Regions from separate parts of the Mus musculus genome. Here regions 1 and 3 are each linked to region 2. Evidence: chromatin contacts called from public HiChIP or PLAC-seq data. All regions are on one chromosome and are shown on one strand. The core of a region is the stretch at or near the end of the contact, and the rest is flanking DNA. Distances in the headings are between cores, read along the strand shown.

Evidence for each region. HiChIP or PLAC-seq counts read pairs in DNA pulled down with a chosen protein or histone mark.
Region 1: a contact with region 2 is called in an H3K27ac HiChIP or PLAC-seq map of stem cell-derived neural progenitor cells, with 5 times the contacts expected there. The contact joins two enhancer-like sites. A contact is called at or near these places in 1 of 484 Hi-C or Micro-C datasets (cerebellum) and 1 of 115 datasets of contacts at active chromatin or transcription factors (stem cell-derived neural progenitor cells).
Region 3: a contact with region 2 is called in an H3K27ac HiChIP or PLAC-seq map of stem cell-derived neural progenitor cells, with 5 times the contacts expected there. The contact joins two enhancer-like sites.

The regions. Positions count from the first base shown.
Region 1 is chr4:97,922,796-97,926,272 of GRCm38.p6, forward strand. The region is part of intron 2 of Nfia (nuclear factor I/A); the gene reads left to right. Among named protein-coding and RNA genes, the nearest start is that of Gm40208, 13 kb to the right of the region's middle. Within about 2 kb of position 1,271, at least 57 of the 459 cell types and tissues checked have an H3K27ac peak or open chromatin away from gene starts, as enhancers often do. A contact at or near this core is called in stem cell-derived neural progenitor cells, where this site is marked.
Region 2 is chr4:97,036,393-97,039,852 of GRCm38.p6, forward strand. No RefSeq gene overlaps it. Among named protein-coding and RNA genes, the nearest start is that of Gm27521, 120 kb to the left of the region's middle. Within about 2 kb of position 1,454, at least 11 of the 459 cell types and tissues checked have an H3K27ac peak or open chromatin away from gene starts, as enhancers often do. A contact at or near this core is called in stem cell-derived neural progenitor cells, where this site is marked.
Region 3 is chr4:97,946,456-97,950,211 of GRCm38.p6, forward strand. The region is part of intron 2 of Nfia (nuclear factor I/A); the gene reads left to right. It overlaps Gm40208 (a long non-coding RNA gene), which reads left to right. Exons shown (of 2, transcript XR_867944.3): 2 at 1-2,164. Among named protein-coding and RNA genes, the nearest start is that of Gm40208, 10 kb to the left of the region's middle. Within about 2 kb of position 2,071, at least 26 of the 459 cell types and tissues checked have an H3K27ac peak or open chromatin away from gene starts, as enhancers often do. A contact at or near this core is called in stem cell-derived neural progenitor cells, where this site is marked.

The DNA of each region.
Region 1 (3,477 bases), core at 21-2,520, 890 kb after region 2:
AATAGTTTGGGGATTGTTTTCCCCCCAAAAGTATGAACAATATGGTCCTTTTATCATAAAGCTTCTCCCTGTGTTGATATGGAATTATTAAATATTCATAACATTCAAAGGAAGTTACTGAATCGTGCCGTAAAGTGTTATTTATTTCAGTATGAAAAGATATTTTCGGATTATTGGATTGTCATTTTCCTTTTCCATATGTTGTAAAATTTCACTCACTGTCATTTCACTTAATTCACCAGTGTAGGAAGCTGTACAGGTTTTATAACGATGTCGGTCCCAGCAGTGCACAGTTACTGCTTGTATTTTAAGTTGTTAGACATTAAGAAATGCTTTCAATGATAATGTAGGGTTTTTTGTTTGGTTTGGTTTGGTTTTTGTTCTGGTTTTCTATTTTTATGTAATCAAATACTTCAAAATTAAATATGTTAAAAGGTGAAAGAGTGAAGCCAAAGATGTTTTGAAAAACACCAAAATCTGCAAAGTTTTCCTTTTCTCTGTTTAGATGAGCCTTAAGAGTTATTGTTGGGCTGAGAGGTGGACGTTGTCTCCTTACCCAAGGAGAGTTTCGTACTACATGACTGAGACTTCCCTGGGCTCATGAGATAAGACCATGGGTACAGTCTGTGACACTCGGTTGCCATTGTCTAGAATCTAGTTCTCAGCTTGCCTTTGAACAGACTCTGAAACATTTTGATAATATTTGTGGGTTTTGTGGGGGCCGAGCATGTCTGCCTTTCTTTTCCTTACCTGCTCCTGGTAAGAGCCTCCAACATCATTTAACAGCTTGTCTGCTAACGGCTTAAGGACACAGAATAGCAGCTGCATTACATAATGTGTTCTAAGTTAAGGAATTTGAGATGTCATTACCCAAATGAAGATGTAAATTGTTTTGTTGGCAAGGCTTATAAGGAGGGTTTTGTTGTTGATGGTGGTGGTTTGTTGTTGTTGCTGTTTGTTTTTTTGGTATTTTGGAGGGTTTTTGTTGTTGTTGTTGTTGTTGTTGTTTACCTGCTATCACATTGTATTGGTTAGCATGGACTATTTTAAACCAGCATTCTATTTAAACAGTGTCAGCGAATTCTGAGAGCTTGCCAAACAAATCCTCAAAATGGTTGCCAAGCTGTAAGATGGCTGCCAAGATCTAAGCACACTGAGCAGGTTCAAAATGGTGACCAACTTCTCAGAATTTGTTGGTCAGGTTCTACTTCTGCCAGTCCCTTCCCCCATGCAACTAACACCCAGAAAGAGGGGTGGATCCCAAAGATGCGAGACTTGGCACTAACTCCTTGGCACGAGTCCTTGTAGTGTCATCCAGAGATTCGAGGAGTCACCGAGTACTTCTTGTTTCACATGCTTGGCAGGAGACGATTCGAGGGACACTGGGGTGAAAAGCCATTGTAAAATAACATGGCCGTTTCCTCTTCCTGATCTAGTGTGCACCAGATAATTCTCTGGAAGAGATGTGGGGAGACTAGACAAGGCAATACTTTCTTCAAAGAGCTTTTTAAGCGAGAGCAAAAAGTGTTGACTAAGACTTTTGGGCTGTGCCTTTTTGTACTGCTTGCATGAAGTGGCACAAACTTTATATACAACAGGTTTAAGATTTATTTTAGTTTTGCATTTGTTTACTTAAGTTTATAGCAATTGCATTCTGGCAGTTGTGCTACTTAGCAGATTGAAATAAAATCATAGGGTGAATTAAAACATACTGCTGTTAGTACTGATTAGAATTTTAGCTTAGTGTAAATACCGGATGCAGGGTCCAACTTTTCAGACACTTGGCATGAGCTCAATAGGGATCTCCAGGCTACACAGGAGACAGTGTGTGTGTTTGGATGCTTTAAGAATTCTTGGATAGGTGCAGCAGACTGCTACTGCTGGCACGGTGGTTCATTGTGCTGGCTGCATAGTGTGCTCGGATTCCAAGGTAGACAGAAGAACTGGGGAAACGAGAATAAGGGAGAGTAGTTTGAACTTAAAACACAAAACCCGAAGAAAAGAATTTCTGTTTAAATTGTAGAGCTGTTACTGTGCACTTTGGCTATGGATACAAACAATGATTCCTAAACTAAGGTGAAAACGAAGGGCTTGGGGCGATTTGAAGGATGCCCTGGTAGCAAATACAGTTTTAAAACTGGGGATTTTTCTGAGATGAACATATACAGATGGATTAGCTTCTGCGGGCAGTAAGTATAGCAAATGAATTCCTTAAAAGGGGCTTGTGCTTAGCACCACCAGAGACTAGCTTTTGTTCTGCCTGAGACCAGATTCTTCAAGGTAGCTTTTAATTGGCACAAGCAGTTTGGTTGGTACTTGGGTAGCTTTCAAAAAAGCTGTTGGTCCTAACAGGTGCTGTTGCTGTTGCTGTTGCTATTGTTGTTGCTGATAATAGTTCAGAACTAGAATTAGAAGTTACTTAGTGTGAGATTTTTTGAACTCTGTGAATTTGGGGTGGGTGGTTCAGCATGGAGCCTGCTTTTGGCTCTGCACACCGTAAGTCAGAAGACATCTAAGAAGAGTGGCTTTTGATACATGGAAACTTTTCTCTTATAGTTAGCCAAAGATGCTTGTTGCCATTTAAGCTTCCTACTATCCATTTCTAGCCTTTTCTCTCTTAGTAAGCAGTTGTTAATAAAGACACAATCATTTGATAGGAGAAGCCAGATTGATTGACAATGCTGAAATTTGAATTCAGGTACCTTTCCATGAAGAATGGTAGCGCCCCTTTAGCTTTGAATATCAGTTCAGGCTGGGGCTAAGGAGGTGCCTGGCATTGGCTTGGCAGTGTGTCTGAAGGTTGCAAGATCCCTCAATACGTTTTTATATGGTCTATTTATACTGTTTTGTGATATTACACCATTAAATAGCTTAAAGCCCTGTAGTGTGCACAATGTTGAAGAGATTGCTCAGTGGTTAAGAGTGCTTCCTATGCAAACGTGAGGCCCTGCATACAAATCCCCAGCCCCCACAAAAAGGCCAGGCATGATGATATGTTTCTGTAACCCCAGCAATTCAGGGACAGAGATGGGCTGATCCTGGGAGCCCTGTGACTAATGGCCTAACTGAAGCGGCAACCTTCTGGTTTAGTGAGAGAGCCTGTCTCAAGGCAATAAAGCCGGGAGCAAGTACCCAACACCCTCCTTGGGCCTCCACATAAACACACATAGAAATATGCACCGGTACCCTGACATTTCTCTCTTTCTCTTTCTCTGTCCCTCCCTCCCTTCTGCCTGCCTCTCTGCCTCTTTCTCTCTCTTTTTCTGTCTCTCTGTTTCTCTGTCTCTCTCTCTATCACACACACACAATTTTTGTGATAATTCTTACACATTGTACTATCACTTCTTTTAGAATGCACCGAATAAAACCTTTGTTTTCAAATTTAAAATTGAAAGTTCAGGCCAGACCATCACAAGAAATCGCACACTTTTAACTTACAAGTTAGTAATGATGATTCAAATGAGAGTATTTTTCTTT
Region 2 (3,460 bases), core at 204-2,703:
ACATATACATGATGTGCATGCATCATGTACACATAAATATATATGAATAAGATGGATTGCTTGATGAATACAGTTGCACTGAGTCAATTGTATAAGCGCTTTTGCATACGAAAAAAGTAAAATAGTAGGAACAGACTTTCAGTAAAACAAATATGTGTTAGTCCACAGCATATAATTGTTCCATCATGTAATCCAGGCATACTTAATCTGGTTCTTACAAAGTTCTCACATGCTCTCCAACAATAGGGTTTTTTTTTTTCTAGCACAATGAGAAACATGTGATGATCTCACTGTTTTCTGTCTATGATCTCCACATCTCCACCCTGAGCTCCATGCAGCCCAGGCTTTTTTCCTCAGCTGGCAGGCACAAACCCCAGATGCCAGGCTGTAGAGGATATGTATTTGCTGCATCTGGTTTCTTAGCAGATTCGACAAGCCTCTGTGCTGGCAGCTGAAGAAATGCCTTTGGGCTGATCACATGGTGAAAACTCCCAACTGGCTGGAACAATCAGCAACTGTGATTCAGCTGGACACTGGACGGTTGATTTTGCCCATCCTCTGATGTCTTGGATAAGTGATTAGTGGCTTTTGTCTTGAAAAGTATGCTCCCAAATGACAGTCCAGACCAAGAACTAGCCTGTACTCTCACCTCTTATAATCTTATAAGTTGTACACAACTGAATTTTGTTTCCTTCATCAATGAGAATTTTCCCAGAAACATGGACTACAGAATGTCTTTCACATAGGATGCCTGTCACAGCAGCACTTTACATTTGGAAGGAAAATTAAGTCAGTTAGTAAAGCTCCCTAAATTTTCTGATGAAAAAAAAAAAAAGCAGGCTTTGAAAAGGGAGAGGATTTTGATCAGATACATAGAAAGCAGAACAAAGCAAAGCCCACTGGCACGAATGCTGCAAATGAGCACATATAGAATGAAAGATGAAGAGCAGAAAAAAATTGCACCTGAGGATGAAAAACCACAGCCAAGTGGTTTTGTGTATTCTCTGTATCAGGAGAGGCACCCTGTGGACAAGAAGACAAGTAAAACAAATATCCTGTGCAAGTTACACTAATGGGGGCCACCTATTCTCAAGGCCTGAACTCTTACAATATAAAATTCTGTAATTCCACTCAGAATTTATTAATATGTGACAGTTTAAATAAGATAATCCATTCTGTATGCAACAAGATTATGGATTTTAGAAACAAATGTTGAGAGCTTGTCATATTAACACATACCGTGCTTTATAAGGAGTGGTTATCATAACTTAGAAGGTGAAATTGCCAATAAAGCAGGAGTGTAAGAGCAGGGTCACAGAGTGAGTTTTCTGACTGTGTTCCTGGTGGGAATCATGTAATCAGCCAGGGAGGATGTCCTGACACACATAAGTGCATCCACAGCTGCCACAATTGTACCAATTCCCTCAGCTGCAGTGAACAGCCATTTCCAGCAGGGGACATCCACAGCTCAGACAAGAGAATCTTGTCCAGCCCAGAAATGATGAATGGAGATGATCCAGCACTTAGATATGAGCCAAAAACCAGCCAGGACGACACTCATCCCATAGAAACCAAAGTTCTGGAAAGAAGACCTTCCAGAACTCTTGAACTGTGAGCAGCTACGAATGCCAGTAAATCTGAGTTTCTCTTACTTTATTTACAAGCTGAGGCTGGACAAAGACATTGAACCTTGCTAAAGGAGTGGGAATGGGGGTATGACACATTCTCTTGAGCCTGTGACAGATCAAGGTAACCAGGTGCCAGAGACTCACAGTTATGGCACAGCCATGCTGGCAAGACTGTGTGGCTTGGAATTTTCTTTGGCTGCTATCTGGATCCCAGGCTTTGTTTATTATCTGCTCAGGAGCCAGAAAGAAGATGGCTACACATTAGATTTGTCCTTATGACAGTAGTAGGCTACCACATATCTAATAACCATCTCTGGGGGGGGGTGTACATGTGGTTACATAACTAGATTTATATTTTACTCTGATATGTAGATTCAATTTACCCACCCTGTGAAGTAGGCAAGTTTATGGTATAATTCTCACACTTCAGTCATTTTTGCTAAATTCTTGTCATTCTGACCAACTTAGTGCTGCAACTCAAGCCTAATGTGACATAATCAGTGTATGTGTTTGCTTCCTATCGGGATCAGCAAAGAACATTGCAATGAGGATGGCAGTGTTAGGAATGTTTGAAGGTGTTTTTATTTATATTATCAAGGAATGATAAAGTAAATCAATAGAAATGTACACTCAAACTTCCTTTATTAATTCCATGGGACAGATCATTGCTGAAGCCTTCTACAGTCTTTGAATACTGAAAATATTCATAAATATATGAAATTTTTGATGATGTATCCTGTATATAGTTTAATCTTTGATGACACCATGTAGTCTTATCAAATATCTAATTCAAATGCAAAAAGTGAATCAATTTCTTACTTACAGTTTCTGTCAGGCTCAAAAGTATAAATACTTCCTCTAGGGAAGGCTTCATAAAAGAAGGTCAGGGCACTGAAAACAGAGTAGGAAAGAGATACAACTTACCAAACGATTCTATAATGTTTCTAGCATATTTTAAACATAATCCTCCAGGAGTATAATAATAAACATGATAACAAAAATAATTAAGAACTGGTGAATTCTCAATGATCAATGTTTTATTAAAATATAGGGATTTCTCTCTATCCTATATAATCATTTAAAAGTGTATAGAAGCCTGCACAATATCCAGCATGATAAACACAATTACAATGCAAGGAGAAGTCCAATGGTCAGATAGAAATTTTTAAAAAGGGTTGGGAGCCTCCAACCTCAGAGAGTTACTGAGGAAAATACTACATGAAAGCTACTGTGCTTTACATGGAATCAGCCATACACCTCTCCCTATAGCCTGAACGTATGCTTCACTACATCGCAGGGCAGTCTCGAACAGAGGAGAGGCTGAGGCTGAAAGAAGCAAAGGGACTCATTCAAGTTCAGTCAGCTGATCTGGGCTAAGAAGATTGCCTGGCTTTAAACACTGCAACAAATAAGGCAACCACCACTCAAGAGTGTTGCATGGGAGGGGGCAGCAGAATTTATAAATATAGGTGATGCACAAGGATGCCTGTGAAGGAAAGTGATGGCTGGACCTGAGAATTTGAACAAATGCATTGCTTTTATGATTTACTTCATTAATGATTGTGGATCTTTGGACACTGTGACATGTGCTCCTCTGAATATCAAAGTCGAGGTCCTGGTGACAGACATTTCAGCTGAAGAGAACAGTGCCATGGTATTTTACTGAATCCTAGCTACTAGTGGTACCACAGTTAACAAGGACTGATACGATAAGATAGATTAGCTGCTTTTTCTAGTTATCACTCCCTCTGGTCCTATCTCTACATTCCTTTCCCCAGAAGATAAGGGGAAATTCCCAAATAAGAACATGAGTATGCAAATACCAAATTATG
Region 3 (3,756 bases), core at 821-3,320, 910 kb after region 2:
GTTAGGACCATAAAGTAGGCCTCTGAGTCCTAGAAGGTCTGCCCTTACCACACAAAACATCCGCATTGCCGTAACCCAGTCCTCCCAGTACCAGACCATCTACCCAAAGCAACCATGGCATCCTCCAGGATAGGACCAGTTGTATTCCGTAGCCCAGAACACTATATGTTTTTGTCTTCTAATTTCATTTCTCTCTCAGTGGTACCGTAGTCCCTGTGTGTTCACGCACTGTAGTATCTGCTGCAGAAAAGAAAGAACATAGAAATAGGCAGAGTTGATACCATTTGAAAAGTGGCTCCACACAGTGAACACTTAGAGATTGGTCACTCCCATAACCAGCAAGGCACGTTATGTCACAGACAAACCTCCATAGTCGTGAGAGTCACCTGTTAGGAGGAAGGAAAGGGGGCGAAGGCCTTCCCAACCCCACACAGCCACAAGAGAAACCAGGAAGGGCTGGAATCCATATTTCCTTGTACAAAACTCTCTGCCAAAACTGCCATTTCTATGAAAGAGAAATGAATGAACCAATCAATCAGATCGATGAATACTCTCCATTTTCTACCACCCATGAAATTGTTGTTGTTAGACACAGTCTGGTTTTTTTTAAACATTATTTTAATAGTTTACACCATTTGCATCAATGCCAATTTTGCGGTGAACACCCAGCTTTTCACCTGTGTTAACTTTGCCTAACACTCTCTTTGTTTTATTAGAAATGGTCACCTCAGTCAGCCCTTGCTACTAACAGTCAGGATCCAGACCCCTGTAACTAAGGTTACCAAGGTACATTTAGTTGCACTGAGGCCACTGTCAGTAAGGAAGTACACACAGCTGTGACAGTGTGCAGTCGATTCTTTTCCTTAAGCAGCAGGAGATGGGATCCCATTGGGAGATGTTACAGAATCCCCTGCACTGTTATTGCCCTGACTGACTCAGCTCATTTGCGGGTCAGTGCCTTACCTGTCCTCATTGTCTGCCCCACAGTATAGAAAGTGGAAGCTGCATAGTAGGTGCTGAATTCATGAATGGGTGGATTGAGTGACCAGGCCCAAAGACAAAAGACACGGGGCCAGTGTCATTTCAGGAAAAATGGTACACTCACATTCCTCCTTCAGCTGAGAGCAGTGGCGTGAACATGGCTACTCTGAAGAATCTTTGGCTTGCCCATCTCCCTGGTCCCATCTCTCAGCAGTATGGGAACTCCTGCATCTAGGGAGATGGAACCTTCGTGCTTACCCTGTCTGCATAACCAGCCGCTCTCTCATTAAGTGCCTATGCTTTTCAGACAAACTGTTGCTCCTCCCTTCTCCCTCACAGCTTGTCATAGACTTATTTTCTGATCTGGATGTGTCAGGGCCACAGTGACTTGAGATTAGTTGTCTCATCCCTGCCCGCCATGCTTTCTGCTTGACTGAATTCATTACTCCTTAGCTCTCCTTTCCCCATTCTTCCTTGATAGGAGAGAAAAATGCCACAGTCACCCTCCATCCTTGGTCTCCCCAAATTCCTAGGGATCCCCACCCTGGGGGCAGGACCCTCCTCTTCAAACCTTAACTGGACTTTTAGACAGTTGTCATTATCTTTGTCTAAAGGTCATAGCTAAATTGAATAAGAGGAAAGCTGTGTTTTCCAGCCGATGCACAAAGGCAGTATTGACTTCCCTAATCCAGTTTGCTGAGGGGTGAGAGAATTAAATTAGATATCTAAGCACAGAAATTGAGAGCCTTTGAAAACAAAGATAAGGAGACAAGACTGTATTTTCCCTCTTCCTGGGAGCTCTGTGCTCAAGATTTTGCAGGTGTGCCATCTGATCCATGGCTCGCATCGATCAAAACTGTGCCAATGCATATTTAATCAGCGAGGGGACCTGGGTGCATTATAGCCATCATCCCTATATTGAATGGACTGTCAGACTTTTCTGTATGCTCCACCCCTACTCTCCACCCCCACTCGCCTCTCCCCCTGCCCCTCCCCTCCCTTGTTTGGGAAGCCTGTGCATTTTCTGAGCGGCTAAAAAGTTTCTTTGTTTTTAGCTGCTGATGCATACATTGCCACTGACGGGAATACAAACAAGTGGAGCCCTGACGTGTTTATTTTGTCTACCAGGACAAGCTAGCTACACCAGGCCGGTCCCTGCACAAAGGGTTCCAAAGCTTGAAAACCAGAGGGGAAAAAAAGAAAAAGCAAAGGAAAATACTGTTTACCTCTTCCTCTGTCGTTGTCCTAAAGAATAGCTGGTCATGTTAGAAGTAGAAGGAAAAGGATTCCATTACAAGTCACAGAAGTGTAGAAGAGATATTTATCTGCAATTATTTTGTTCAACAGCTCCCTGGGTTTGATATTTAGACTCAGGACTACAACACATCTTTCCTCAGTTCTCTTAGGAGTTCCGGTTCACCTTCATGTCAGAAATCTGGTTCACCTTCAAGGGAATCCATTGAAAGTTTCTGCTTTTGTTTTTTCTTAAAAGATGGACAAATAGTTACAGCTGTTTTTTTTTTATTATTATTATTGTTGTTTTGTTCTGTTGTGTTTAAGTTTACCAGGGTTTGTGGTGGTCTCTGTTGGTGGGCCTTCTTAAAGTGCAGAGATCTAGGGGGTTTGCCATTGATATCCCAAGGGATGATGGGCACCATTGGCCTTCACACAGCCTGAGCCTCCCTCTGACAGAAGTAACACCAGGTCTCCTCAGAAGAAGAGGCATAGGCAGCTGTGAGAGCTTGAGCTGATGCAGCTCAGCAGCATAGACTAGCGAAGAGGACTTGACTTTTGAGGTAGCTTCTTGCTGGTGAGGTAATGAAGATTTCTATCCCTTGGATCAGTTTGTACCTTCCCCTTAGCACCCTCCCCCCAGGCTCATGGGAAATCGTTTGCATACATTTTGTATCAAAGACTTCTACAGATACTACAGAGACAACTTCCAGGCTCGGACAAAGCATTGCCTGATAAACACATTTTACACACAAGTGTCTGGAATAAAAAACAGCAAGATGAGGCAGACACTTCCATCACTGAAGATACACCCCTCCCCCAAGGTGGGAATTAGAACACTTTCTGCAGAACCGTGCTTTCATACTGTTACACCAGAACCATGTCACATGTAGGTTGGAGTTAACGTTTTAAAGTGAAAAACTTGCCTGATGAGAAGACCTAGGTGGCAGAAACGCGCTGTTACTTGTGATCGATAAACTTCAAAGTGGGGAGTTTGTTATAATCTTTGCAACAGTCCCGTTAGGTTAAATGATTAGTAGCGTTCCCATTTTATAGATGAAGAAACTGAGATACAGGAAGTTAAGTTAGATCACTGAGTTTGTTTTTAAGATGCTGCTCTTAAAAAAAAAAATCATTTAATAGTCTCTTCAACATGAAATACAAGTAGAAGAACTTTGTGTTGCTCCTAAACTTGACCAGCACACCCTCAGCAGAGGGTGCCCTAGTCCTTACGTGAATCAGAAATGGTTTGTATGAATAAGAACACAGAAGAGGTTAACTCTGTTGTGCATCCCTCTCCATGGATGAGTTACTGTTATGACATGGATATATATGGGAACGCTTCAGCATATAGATGCTGGTTTCCCTCATCTCCAAGTATATAGACAACTCTAAGAATCTATTAGTTACAGGGGGGCTTACATTCTGACACGTGATAGTTTTACAGTGACACTTTTTACGTAGGCCCTTGTTTCCCTGGGAGTGGATAGGCAGCCGGGTTGATCAGTAATAGGAGTTCTGAATTAAATCACAAGTTATCAT